Regions from separate parts of the Mus musculus genome. Here all the other regions are linked to region 3. Evidence: chromatin contacts called from public Hi-C and promoter capture Hi-C data. All regions are on one chromosome and are shown on one strand. Each heading gives the region's core, a stretch centred on a gene start, on an enhancer-like site or on the middle of the called end of the contact. The rest is flanking DNA. Distances are from core to core; before and after follow the strand shown. Region 1 holds the start of Klk8 (kallikrein related-peptidase 8). Region 2 holds the start of Klk11 (kallikrein related-peptidase 11). Region 3 holds the start of 2410002F23Rik (RIKEN cDNA 2410002F23 gene). Region 4 holds the start of Mybpc2 (myosin binding protein C, fast-type).

Evidence for each region. Promoter capture Hi-C pulls out the DNA fragments that hold promoters and counts their contacts. A called contact is a pair of places that touch in the nucleus more often than the background predicts.
Region 1: a contact with region 3 is called in a Hi-C map of Th1 cells, with 3 times the contacts expected there. The contact joins the promoter of Klk8 here to the promoter of 2410002F23Rik in region 3. A contact is called at or near these places in 7 of 39 promoter capture datasets (embryonic stem cells, hippocampal neurons, neural stem cells and 1 more), 3 of 484 Hi-C or Micro-C datasets (Th1 cells, cortical neurons and embryonic stem cells), 8 of 115 datasets of contacts at active chromatin or transcription factors (T-cell acute lymphoblastic leukemia, embryonic fibroblasts, embryonic stem cells and 3 more) and 3 of 9 other capture datasets (adipose tissue, embryonic stem cells and liver).
Region 2: a contact with region 3 is called in a promoter capture Hi-C map of neural stem cells. The contact joins the promoter of Klk11 here to the promoter of 2410002F23Rik in region 3. A contact is called at or near these places in 7 of 39 promoter capture datasets (the 3T3-L1 cell line, embryonic stem cells, hippocampal neurons and 2 more), 1 of 484 Hi-C or Micro-C datasets (embryonic stem cells), 5 of 115 datasets of contacts at active chromatin or transcription factors (the NIH/3T3 cell line, embryonic fibroblasts, embryonic stem cells and 1 more) and 1 of 9 other capture datasets (liver).
Region 4: a promoter capture Hi-C map of neural stem cells shows a contact between it and region 3. The contact joins the promoter of Mybpc2 here to the promoter of 2410002F23Rik in region 3. A contact is called at or near these places in 2 of 39 promoter capture datasets (embryonic stem cells and neural stem cells), 2 of 484 Hi-C or Micro-C datasets (the G1E-ER4 cell line and embryonic stem cells), 5 of 115 datasets of contacts at active chromatin or transcription factors (acute myeloid leukemia, embryonic hindbrain, embryonic stem cells and 2 more) and 5 of 9 other capture datasets (adipose tissue, embryonic stem cells, liver and 2 more).

Annotation. Positions count from the first base shown.
Region 1 is chr7:43,796,274-43,799,098 of GRCm38.p6, forward strand. Klk8 (kallikrein related-peptidase 8) reads left to right here and starts at 1,304. Exons shown (of 5, transcript NM_008940.3): 1 at 1,304-1,859; 2 at 2,351-2,510; 3 at 2,792-2,825. The coding sequence starts at 1,790. It overlaps Klk9 (kallikrein related-peptidase 9), which reads left to right. Exons shown (of 5, transcript NM_028660.3): 5 at 1-483.
Region 2 is chr7:43,775,017-43,777,716 of GRCm38.p6, forward strand. Klk11 (kallikrein related-peptidase 11) reads left to right here and starts at 1,313. Exons shown (of 5, transcript NM_019974.2): 1 at 1,313-1,538; 2 at 1,865-2,021; 3 at 2,472-2,700. The coding sequence starts at 1,502.
Region 3 is chr7:44,245,455-44,248,187 of GRCm38.p6, forward strand. It overlaps 2410002F23Rik (RIKEN cDNA 2410002F23 gene), which reads left to right and starts at 1,268. Exons shown (of 6, transcript NM_025880.4): 1 at 1,268-1,369. It overlaps LOC115486841 (a small nucleolar RNA gene), which reads left to right and starts at 2,636; the gene lies at 2,636-2,726.
Region 4 is chr7:44,523,404-44,526,195 of GRCm38.p6, forward strand. Mybpc2 (myosin binding protein C, fast-type) reads right to left here and starts at 1,266. Exons shown (of 28, transcript NM_146189.3): 1 at 1,168-1,266. The coding sequence starts at 1,186. It overlaps Spib (Spi-B transcription factor (Spi-1/PU.1 related)), which reads right to left. Exons shown (of 6, transcript NM_019866.1): 6 at 2,592-2,792.

The DNA of each region.
Region 1 (2,825 bases), core at 54-2,553, 450 kb before region 3:
CTCTCAGACTTCGGACCCTCAGACTTCACTCCTTAGTCTCCCCCGAAGACTCCTCCCACTTAGGTCATCTTCCCTCTTGGGGTCTGCTCCCAGGCAAAACAATTATAATAAAACCACGCCCCTTCAAAAAAAAAAAAAAAACCAACTGAGACACACCTCCTTTGCTCCTGGCCCATGCTACACCATTTTAATCACCATTCTCTGGAATAGCCCAACCCTCAGGATCACCGCCAAGAAATATCTTTCCCTAAATAGCTGCTGCAACCCTTCATATTTCACCCAATAGGATTTCTTCTCTGGACTCCATCCCATTTGTCCCCACTCCTAGTCACGCTAGGACTGCGCCTATTCTGCGCACGTGGACCTCAAACAGCTCTGGGTTCTGCTCCGAGTGTGTTTTGGGTCTGACTCTTGACATAGGATGATGGGAGCATTGATCTCTCTAGAGCCCCCAGGTGAATCAGAATAAACCATAGGAACGATCACTTCCTGTCGCCTGTAATGTGGGATACAGGGTGCGCACAGGTTGGGAGGAAAGGGTAAATGAACGAACCTGCTCCGGCCGAACCTCTGCAACCTTAACAACAAGCTTATTGCAGCACCTTGGGACTTCAGCCAGGGCTGGTCCCGCCGCCCTGGGAGGAAGGGGAAACCAGGTTACAGCGCCACCCTAACCTGCCTACCCAGATGCCCCGGGCTGGTTCCTGACCCGCCCTCAAAGTCCCCAACCAGAACACCGCCTTTCCCAATTTTCACAAAATTCAGTTTCAAGCCCATCCTTCATTAAGGACAGAGAACTTAATTCCAGCCCCCTGCTTCTTCAGACCCTGCAGAACACCCCAGTCCTTCTTCAGATTCAACCTCCACCCTCCAACTCCGAAGTCTAAATCAGAGCTCCTCCCTTAAATCCAGGGGTTCAGATGAGGTATTCAAACCCCAACTCACTTCCCTCGGACTCGGGGATTCAAGCTTTCACTTTTCTCCCTCAGACTCGGGTCCAGGCTTTGTTCCTTCTCTCTCAGACCAAGATATCCAAATACCAGCCCTCCTCCATCAGGCCCACGAGCCCAGGTTCCAGTTGCCTCCCTCCGACCCATCTCTTCCGTTCTACCCCGGGGGTCGGTGCACTGCCCCTCTAGTCCTCACCTCGGTTTCCGAGGCTCCAGTCCCTCCTCCTAAAGTCACTCCAGCCCGTGCCCCTCCTCGAGCGCTTGCGGGTTCAGCCGCACCGCAGCAAGGTGCGGGCAGAAGGCGGGGCCGTGGGCGGGGCTTCCTCGTTAAAAGGCTGCAAAATCTTGTACCCGACACACCGAAGGGAAGTCCGGGGGCCTCTTCCACCGAGTCCGAGTGACCCCGCCCCTTGCATTCTGGAAGGTGAGGCGCAGAGGTCCCCAGACACGGACCTCAGGCGCAGGGAGGTCCCCTTTCTCTGAGCCCAGGACCCTCCCACCCCCAGGCTCACATTCTTTCTCTCAGGATCTTCAAGCGGGTCTCTTAAGCTCCCTCTTCCCCAGGACGTTGGAGTCACAGCCTCAGATCTTTCTCTCCAATCTCACAAGTGGGCCAGAACTCCTTTATAATGTCTGGATCCCCAACAGCAAGCTCTCCCCCACACTAAAATTCGGGGATCTAGAGCTCTGCCCTAGCTTTCTCAGCCCCTAGCTCCATCCTCCAGCAAGACTCAAGACAGCTCCGGAAACACCTCCTTCCCCCAGTTCCCCAGACAACAAGATCTCAGGCTCCTCCCTCGGACTTCCTCTTAGTTCCACCCTCTTCCTCAGAGGCCACCATGGGACGCCCCCCACCCTGTGCAATCCAGCCGTGGATCCTTCTGCTTCTGTTCATGGGAGCGTGGGCAGGTGAGAGGAACAGGTCCCACCACCCAGGGCCTTCAGTGGGGTAGGGGTTACTGGACTCTGAGTGAGTTCCTTCTGACACGTGGGTGTGTGGGTGCCTGTGGTGGGCTTGGGGACCGGGGAGCTTTCTTGGTAGCGAGTAGAGATAGCAACTCAGTGGTGAGGAAGTGGGTTGAGTTTCCCATAGATGCATGGCTGCGGAAGAGATTCTTATTGCCTGTCAGACAAAGCTGAATTTGGTGTGGGGATGTCTAGAACTCGTGTAGACGTGCGTGGAAGCATGGTGAGGGCTGTGCCTAGTGTTGATTATTCTCAGGTCTCAGTGAACTTACATGTGGCCATGTTCCAATGGATGCTGGAAACTTATCTGTTGAAGGCATAAGAGACGGTCCGCAGAGGAACTGGCCTGTGTGTCCATTTGAACCCACAGTGGCTTTCCTGGCTGGGGCTCTGACATCGAGGGTGGCGACCCACCCTTCTCCTTCCTGATGCAGGGCTCACCAGAGCTCAGGGCTCCAAGATCCTGGAAGGTCGAGAGTGTATACCCCACTCCCAGCCTTGGCAGGCAGCCTTGTTCCAGGGCGAGAGACTGATCTGTGGGGGTGTCCTGGTTGGAGACAGATGGGTCCTCACGGCAGCCCACTGCAAAAAACAGTGAGTGAAGGGCTGGGCACATGTGGGTGGACCTGGAGGGAAGAGGCTCAGGGCTCTGTTTGAGGAAGAGGAGGAAGTTAAAACTTGGGTCTGAGGGAGGAGGGCTAAGGAGGACTGCTGGATCTGAGGCAGACAGGCTAGGGCCTGGACTCCTGGGCTTGGTGGAAGATGAATGGGTTCTGAGGGAGAAGGAGTGGAAAGAACCCCCAAGTACCCCCAACTTCCTTCTGGGTTCCAAGATCCACCCTCACTCCTCACCCCCTCCACCCCTCCTTGTGCAGGAAGTACTCCGTGCGTCTGGGTGATCATAGCCTC
Region 2 (2,700 bases), core at 63-2,562, 470 kb before region 3:
CAGATTCCCCCCTCTTTGGAAAGGAGAAGGGAGGGCCCAAAGGAGGCCAAGGGGCCCGCTGGGCCTAGGCTGTGAGAAGGGAGAGGCCCACAGGAGGAGAGAGAGCAATGGAGGCCTTAGAGAGGAGACAGAGACAGGCACAATGGGAGGCCTAGAAAGGGGTTGTAGGGACAAAAAGCTGTGACAAGAGGAAACAAGGATCCAAAGACAAGCAGGGACAGAAGCCTAGAGGCAGAGACCAAAATCACACACACAGAGGGGAGAGAGGGATGTGGGGGCCCGAGACTCTGAGACCTGCTGGAAAAAAAAAGGGTATACCTACAAGAAGAGGAGACCACAGGGAGAAGAGGGGCTCAGACAAGTGATATCTTGTCTCCCAGACCCCAAGGCTGCCTTGGGAGGGCCCACACACAGCTCTCTCCCAGGGCAATAAGGCAGGATTAGAAGCCCAGTCATCCCAGCGGCCCCCCTTCCGGAGGCCAAGCCCTCTGCCTGCCTGCCTGCCTGCCTTCTCCCCAGGTGCTCAGACCCAGCCTGCTGCAGTGTCAACCGCACCCTTTAGAGTTCCCATCCCCAGAGCCCAGGAATGAATCCAGGAGAGAAGGGAAGGTTCTCCCACCCCCACCCTCATCCCCACCCCCACCCCCACCCCCACCCATTCCAGAAGACTGCCATCCTAGAAGCTAGGCCTCTTCTGTCCCAGCATGCATTTTCCCCCTCTTGAAGATGTCCTTGGAAGATGGGGAGGGACTTGAAGCCACACTCTGCTTCCCTCTGTATCTCTCACCTCTAAACTGCTGCCCCCAAACTCAGTGACCTCCGTCCAGTCCGTCCCCTCAGGTGGCTTCGTCCTGCCCTTCTCTCCCACCCCCGCCAGCCAGGGCAGCTGTAGGCACCAGCTGTCCCTTAGCCAACCACACCCAGCCCAGTCCAGCTGTCCTTCACTGGAGTTCAGCAAGGTGGAGGGAGAGACTTCACTGGTTGTGGACAGACCTCACAGGTCCCTAATATTCTACATGTTGGGACATCAAAAATGAGGTCCTTACCCAGTAGTTAGCCCCTTCCCCCTTGTCTTCCCAGTTGTGGGGCTCCCAGTTGTGGAACAAGCCAGGTTCTCATGTAAAGAAAAAGAAAAATATTCTCTAAGATTTTCTCCCGGGGTCTTCCTTCTCCGAGCAGCTCAACCTGAGTGAGCCAGGAGCCTTGCCCAACAAAGCCCCTCCCAGCTGTTTTGTTGTTCTCAATATCCAGGAAGCTGCTAGCCTAGATCCAAGCCACTCTGGAAGCACAAGGCTTTTCTTACAGGCTTGGGGATTGGTGTGAGAACCAGGAGGTTCCCCTGGGGGAAGGAGGCAGGTAGTCAGAGAAGCAGAGAGACCCAACAGGTGAAGGAAAGAAGAAAACCCAAAAGCCAGCATTCTGATCGCCTCTTAAAGTGATTAGACCTCCCTCCTTGTCCCCAGGGGAACCTGGCGCCCGCCCTGCCCTACTCCAGGCCAGGATGATTCTCCGACTCATTGCACTTGCTCTGGTAACAGGTACGGTGGGGCTTAGAGGGAAGGGGGGCTCCCTATTCTACTTCTAAGGCCCCCCAGCTACAGTGACACCTGCTTGGAGATCACCCCCATGAAGTAGTCTGAGCTATACCAGGCATAATCAAGTGGGACTAAGAGGAGGAATGGGGGTGGGGGTTGGGTCCCCTCAAAATCTTAGGACAGCCACTAATGACCTGGAAGTATAGTCTTATGCCAGCACGTGACAGCTAAGAATGAGAACAGCTATTCTTTTGCTTACTTTCATTTCTGGGGTCTCTCTACCAGCCTACCCCCTCTTATGCTTGTACTTCATCTTTTGCCCCCTTCAGGGCACGTAGGGGGAGAGACGAGGATCATCAAGGGTTATGAGTGCAGGCCTCACTCACAGCCATGGCAGGTGGCCCTCTTTCAGAAGACACGGCTTCTCTGTGGGGCAACCCTCATCGCCCCCAAATGGCTCCTGACAGCAGCCCACTGCCGCAAGCCGTGGGTGCGGGGGCTGGGGCGGGGCTGGGCGGGGCTGGGAGGGGGCTGGAGATGGAGAGATGAATGGAGAGAGGGGCTGGGTCCAGAGAGAACGTGTGGGGGTGGCAGCAGTGGGTGGAGGGGTTGGGGATGGTGTGGTGTTAGCATGGATGATCAGACTGGAGAGGGTAAAGTAGCATTAGTGTGTATGACGGAGGCCTGGTTGGTATGAAGATAGAGGGTTTGGGGATGGAGTGGCATTAGTTTGTATGATGGGGATCTAGTTGAGTTGATGACAAAGGAATGAGGTGGTCTTAGAATAGATGATGGCCTTAGTCAGGATGAGGATGAAGGAGCGAGTGATGGTAGATGGGTCTGGGTGTTCACAAGGCACAATTCATCATCTCTCCCTCCCCACCCCTGCCCTGTCCCCCTACCTTTCTACCTCTGACCACATCTCTCCCACCTCAGCCATTACGTGATCCTCCTTGGAGAGCACAATCTAGAGAAGACAGACGGCTGTGAGCAGAGGCGGATGGCCACTGAGTCCTTCCCCCACCCCGACTTCAACAACAGCCTCCCCAACAAAGACCACCGGAATGACATAATGCTTGTGAAGATGTCGTCTCCCGTCTTCTTTACCCGAGCTGTGCAGCCACTCACCCTGTCCCCACACTGTGTCGCTGCAGGCACCAGCTGC
Region 3 (2,733 bases), core at 18-2,517:
ACTAACCCAACTAAGATAACCTGTGCATGGTCAGCGGCTAAGCTAACCTAGATAACTCTCCACAAGGTATGCTCCAAGGCTTCTTTCCTAGGTAATACCAGATTTGGAGAAGTTGACCATATTAACCATCAATGTGGTAACGGGAGCCAAGCACAGAAGCAGACAGGGAGCTTTCTGAGCTCAAGGCCAGCCTGTTCTAGAGAGAGAGGCCTTGTCTCATCAAACTATTGACTTTCCTCTGGTGTGAGCCAGCAGCAATAATGGAAACTCGTTTACCTAAGAGAAGAATCTTTCCCTTTACTTCAGACCACTAGGTTCCCAGGCCAGTCTCCCCAGCGGAATGAGAAAGAGCCCTAATGAGCAGAGGGCCAGCTAAACAAAGAATACTCAGGTCACATTAAGGAATCTAGAGCTTGAAGAGTGTAACATAGACTATTTGGAGGGCAAAATGAAGAAAGAGAGAACTGGTATGAGGTGCAGACTTTTAAAAAAAAAATGTTCTATGACTTCTGTGGTTGAGGACCCACTTCGAGCTCATCCAAGTATTCAGAACCCTGACCCTTATCCCCCAAGACCTAGGGGTTCCAGCCCTCCGCCTCCTTCCTCAGACCCAGCAGTCCTTATCTCAGCCTCCAGATTCAAACCCAGTAGTGCAGCCCTCCAGCCTCACGCCCTCATACACAAGGGTCCAGACACCACCCACCCTCCCTCACACCCAGGGGTCCAGACCCCAACCTGCCCTCTTTCTGGCACAGGGAATTCCCCTCCTTTCCGCCCTAGCGTCCCCGCTCCGGGCCCGCACATCACAGAACCCAGCCCTCTAACTACACCACACCCATGGTTCCCTAAAAGTCTGCCAGTGTGTGCTGGTCCTGCCTCCCGCGCCGCAGCTGCGACTACTGCCGGGTGGGCCCTTTTAGCGGACCCCAGCTTCTGCAGCAAAAACGAGCTAGCCTGCCGCGCTGGCAAGTCGGGGGATTTCCGGTTCTGGCCAAACCCCCACCCCATGGGGGGCTTTCTCGTCCCGCCCTCTCCTTGGGAGCTGTCTAAGAGCTGCCTGACGGAAGTAACGGAAGAACCTTTCAGATATGTTCTTCATTCTCTTCATCCTCTTTGGGAACAACGTACCTTATCACCTGATCAGGAATGTCCTAAGGGCAACAGACGTTTATTCTTTCTGCCACCGTGAAAGCAGGATCCCCGGCTCAGGCGTAAGTGTGGGCTACCTCAGGGCGGGGCCCAAGAGCCGCTGGAGGCGGGGCCTTGCGAGCGCGATGGGTGGGGCTGACGGGCAGCGCGCGCTATAAATGGGGACACGCGGCGGTGGCGCGCGCCTGTGGCGATCGCGTGTGAGGTGAGGTCTGTCCCGGTGAGTTTTTCCACGGTGTTGGCCTCGGTACCTTCCAGTCGGTGGTGCTGCTTTGCACCCTGGGAAGCACGTGTCCCGAGGTGTCCGTGGCCTGGTCACGGGTGTACCTGTCGCGCGGACGGGCTCAAGGGCGCTGCTTGGGGCCGCGGGCGTGCTCGGGCTGGAACCAGGGTTTCTCTCGAAGGGGCGGATGCGGGTACTTTCGGGACAATGCCTTTCGCCAGGTTTGTGGAGCTTGGGATGCCGGGCCAGGCCTTCCTTTGTCTTGCCTTAGCCGGGCTACGCCATTTCTGCTGCTCACGTCGCGGGTCTTGTCCGCCATCTTCCCGGTTTTTTTTTTTTTTTTAGGCGACAGGGAGGGGGGTGTGTGACATAGAATCTTTCCTCCCAGTGACAGCCCCGTGCTACCTGCAGGTTCTCTCCGTAGGAAATCTCTACCACTGCCCCTCCCCCGTGTGGGATTTTGGCAATTTTGTGCAACCTAGAACACATGAGGGCTGGAGGAGGATGGGGTGTAGGGGCAGATACACGATACGGAGTTACCAAGGCGGAAGTGAGTGCACGTGGAGGACTGGATTGCTTCGGAGCAGCAGGTAGGAGTAGACGAGGAGGAAGGGAGCCAGGCCTTTGTTCACCTGCAAGAATACTAATACAATGGCTACAGGATGGTCTTGTAGGGCCTGATGGTACAAGCATTTTCGGTTCAGCTACTCAAGTAAATTACATATTTCTCCCAAAATATTTTAACCACACCTTTGCCTGTAAACCAATCTTTTTCTGCCTACTTACTGGTCAGTGCCATTATCACACTTGATTAAACTCTTTCCTCTTGGGAATCCTACTGTTCTCTTTGTGTTCCTTGCTAAATCATCTCCCAGACAGCTTTCACAGGGTGGTTCAAATCTCGCTGAGTAAGTCACTGGGCCTTCCATTTATTTATTTATTTATTTATATAAATATATATATGTATATAAGCCTATATTATATATATAAAATCTCAGCAGGGTTTTGCTTGTTTGCATTTTGCTCTGTAGAACCCCCATAGTTCTCCCACCAGGCTCCTCAGAAGGATGTGTGTCTTTGCAGGTTGTGTTTTTCAAGGTTACGAACCAAGACAGAACATCATGTCCATAGGGAATCTCTATGGACCTACTGGACTGGGGAACTTGGAGCCTCTAGTGGATTTTGTGTTTGTCAATCTTTTCTATTGTGTTAGCTTGGCCACCATCCCTGAAGGCAAGTAGCCTTGACATTGCAGAAGGCCTGAGGCTCCTGTGATGTTTAGCACTGGGCTCCAAACACCCTTGAGGACACAGTGCCCCTCCAGGACCTTTGACACCTGGAGATCTGAGGACCTCTAAATT
Region 4 (2,792 bases), core at 16-2,515, 280 kb after region 3:
TCCCTGCCCCCTAAGGACCTAATGCCTCCCGTGCCTAACTGCACATGAAGAGAGACGGGGGTGCTGGGACATGGCCAGTATTTGCCAAGCAGGTAGGAGGCTCTGGATTCCTTCCCCAGCACAGCAGGAAAAAGAGGGCCCCACCCATGGAAGAGAGACACACGATTCCTTCACAGAAGTCCAATGCGCACACCAAAGGGGTTCTCATATTTACACAGAAGAGTATCGTTCCATGCACATGGAGTCCTGTTGTGTCCATAGAAGCACCCTATGATCCTAATCTTCACTCAGTGAGGAGACTCAACTACCTCGAGGGTGCTCGCCCACCTGGAGAGGACCCTGTCCCCAAGCTGAGCCCCAGCAATGCACAAGCAAGATCCTGTCAGCCTCAAGAAAAAGAGACACCCACATAGAAAAAAAAAATTATATTGCCAGGCCATGGTGGTGCACGCCTTTAATCCCAGCACATGGGAGGCAGAGGCAGGTGGATCTCTTGTGAGTTTGAGACCAAGCTGGTCTACAGTGCTAGTTCTAGGACAGCCAAAGCCAGGGATACACCAGAGAAACCCTGTCTTGAAAAACCAAAAAGAAAAAGGGGATGGGGAGAAAAAAGAAAGGAAAGGAAAGAAGAAAAGGAGACACACACACACACACACACACACACCCCCAGCAGGGTGTAGTAGCCCATGCCTGCCGTCCAGTCTTGGTAGACTGAGGCAGTATGATTTTAGGACTTCCCAGCCAGCCTTAGCTCCGGAGTGAGTTTGGGGCCAGCCTAGGCTGCAGACTTTGAGGACAGCCTGGAGGGCTTGGGGGCAGGGGTGGGGTGAGAGAGCAAAGAGAGAAGGGGAGAGAGAAAGAAAACCGAGGCCAATTTATAATTGCACAACTGAGATTTCTACCCAAGATGGGTCTCCCAGTCCCCGAAGAGGAAGGGGACTCCTGACCCTACACAGACAATAGACCTCATGGTCCTGCATTAGGAAGGGACCCATCTGTGCACACAGAAAGGGTCCCTCTTCCCCAAGCAGGAAAGGAACCTACACTCTACCTAGATGTAGGAACAGGCAAAGGACCCCCTCCTCCCATAGTAGAAATCCCCTTGTGTGCACCCTACCCTCCACCCCATCCCCACCCCCACCCCCAAGAAGGTTTCGGGCCAGCCACCTGGTTTAGCCTCAGGCATGTCGGCGACCTTCTCCTGCTCCCAGGACTTGGGACCGCAGTGGCTCTAACCAGGCCCTAGCAGGGACAGGTGGGTCTCCAGGAGGAGCCCTTTATGGAGTCTCGAGACTCCCAGGAGGCAGCGCAGGGCCGCCCCGCATTCCTCTTGCATGCTCTAAAGGGCGAGAAATAGCGAGCAGGCAGGAGTGGAGGGATGCCAAGGCCCTAGTGGGGATGGGATGTGGTGCTTAGACACCTGAGTCTGTGGAGGTGCAAAGGTGAAGACTGCGTGACCGCAGAAAGAGGGGAACTGGAACCCCAGAGTCTGGGGGCACAGGGGTCCAGATTCTTAGGTCCTGGATGAAGTGGGGGGGAGAAGGAGGAACGAGAAGTGGCCAGAGCACAAGATGGGGAGAGGGGGGAAGCAGAGAGGGCACTTGTGTGGGGGCAAAGAACGAGGAGGAAAAGAGAAAAGGAAAAAAGGGAGGGAAATCCTGGGTCTTGGGAACGGGCGTGGGGGGCTGGGAGTCTCAGGTGCACGGGGCAAGCGGGGCGGGTTCTGGAAGCCTTTCTTAGCCCCAGTCAGGAGTTTTCTAGAAACCAGAGACGGGAAGGATAGTCCGATTTCCCCCGCGTAGGCAGGACGGGTGCCGGCCTCAGGGAAGAGTTCTCGGTGTCCCTCCCGCCCTATTCTGATCCGGGTCCCAATGGGAGCGGCCTGGCCGGCTGCCCGTCACCGGCCAAGTGCAGAGAGGCCGGGAAGGCCCTGGAGAGCTGCCCAGGCCCGGCTCCTTCCCAGCACCAGAGGGGAGGAGCGGGTAAGGAGGAGGAGAGGGACACTTGGGGAACCACAGGTGTGGCTGGCCCAGAAGGGTGTCAGAGGAAGGAACCAGGGTATCGAAGACAAGCTGTCCTCCCCCCCCCCTTTTACTCTTTGTGTCCCTCCCTCCTTTCTACTTTCAAAAAAAAGATCCCCTAACAGCCGGAAGCTTCCTGGCTTCTGGGGGCACAAAGTCCTGTCACACCATTGGTTGCAGTGCAAAAACTTCCACCTCGCTCCCTAGGGAGCAGGCAAGTTGCACAGCAACCCATTGTAGTAACACACCCCTGTAACCCGGAATTCCAGAGACTGAGCTGAGACAGGGCCATTGGAGTGACTTCAAGACCAGCCTGAACTACAACGTAAGGAAGAGCCTATCTTCAAGACAAAAAAACAAAAACCGAACAGTCAGATGTCTGGAATGGAGGGGTGAGCAGAAAAGCAAGGTGGGAAACAATGGTTTCCTCATTCAAGCCCTAGCCTGGCCCACCACCTTCCTTTCTCCCTCCCCCTCCCTCCCCCTCCCTCCCTATGACTGCCACAGTCTCAGAAGAGTTCATGTGGAGGTGCAGGGGACAGTTCCTAATAAAGGGTCCCAAGACGGCTTAATTTTGATGTACACTTTATTTATTATGCATGTATAGTGGTGATGAGAAATAATTTTATTTAGTACAGTTTAGCCTTGACCACATGGACATCTGGATCTTCCATGACCCTGTTCCCCCTCCCGGCCACCCACAGAGGTGAGTTCCGGTGTGTCACAGGCTCATTGGGGAGGCTCATGGGGTTGCAAAGAGTTTTAAGGGCC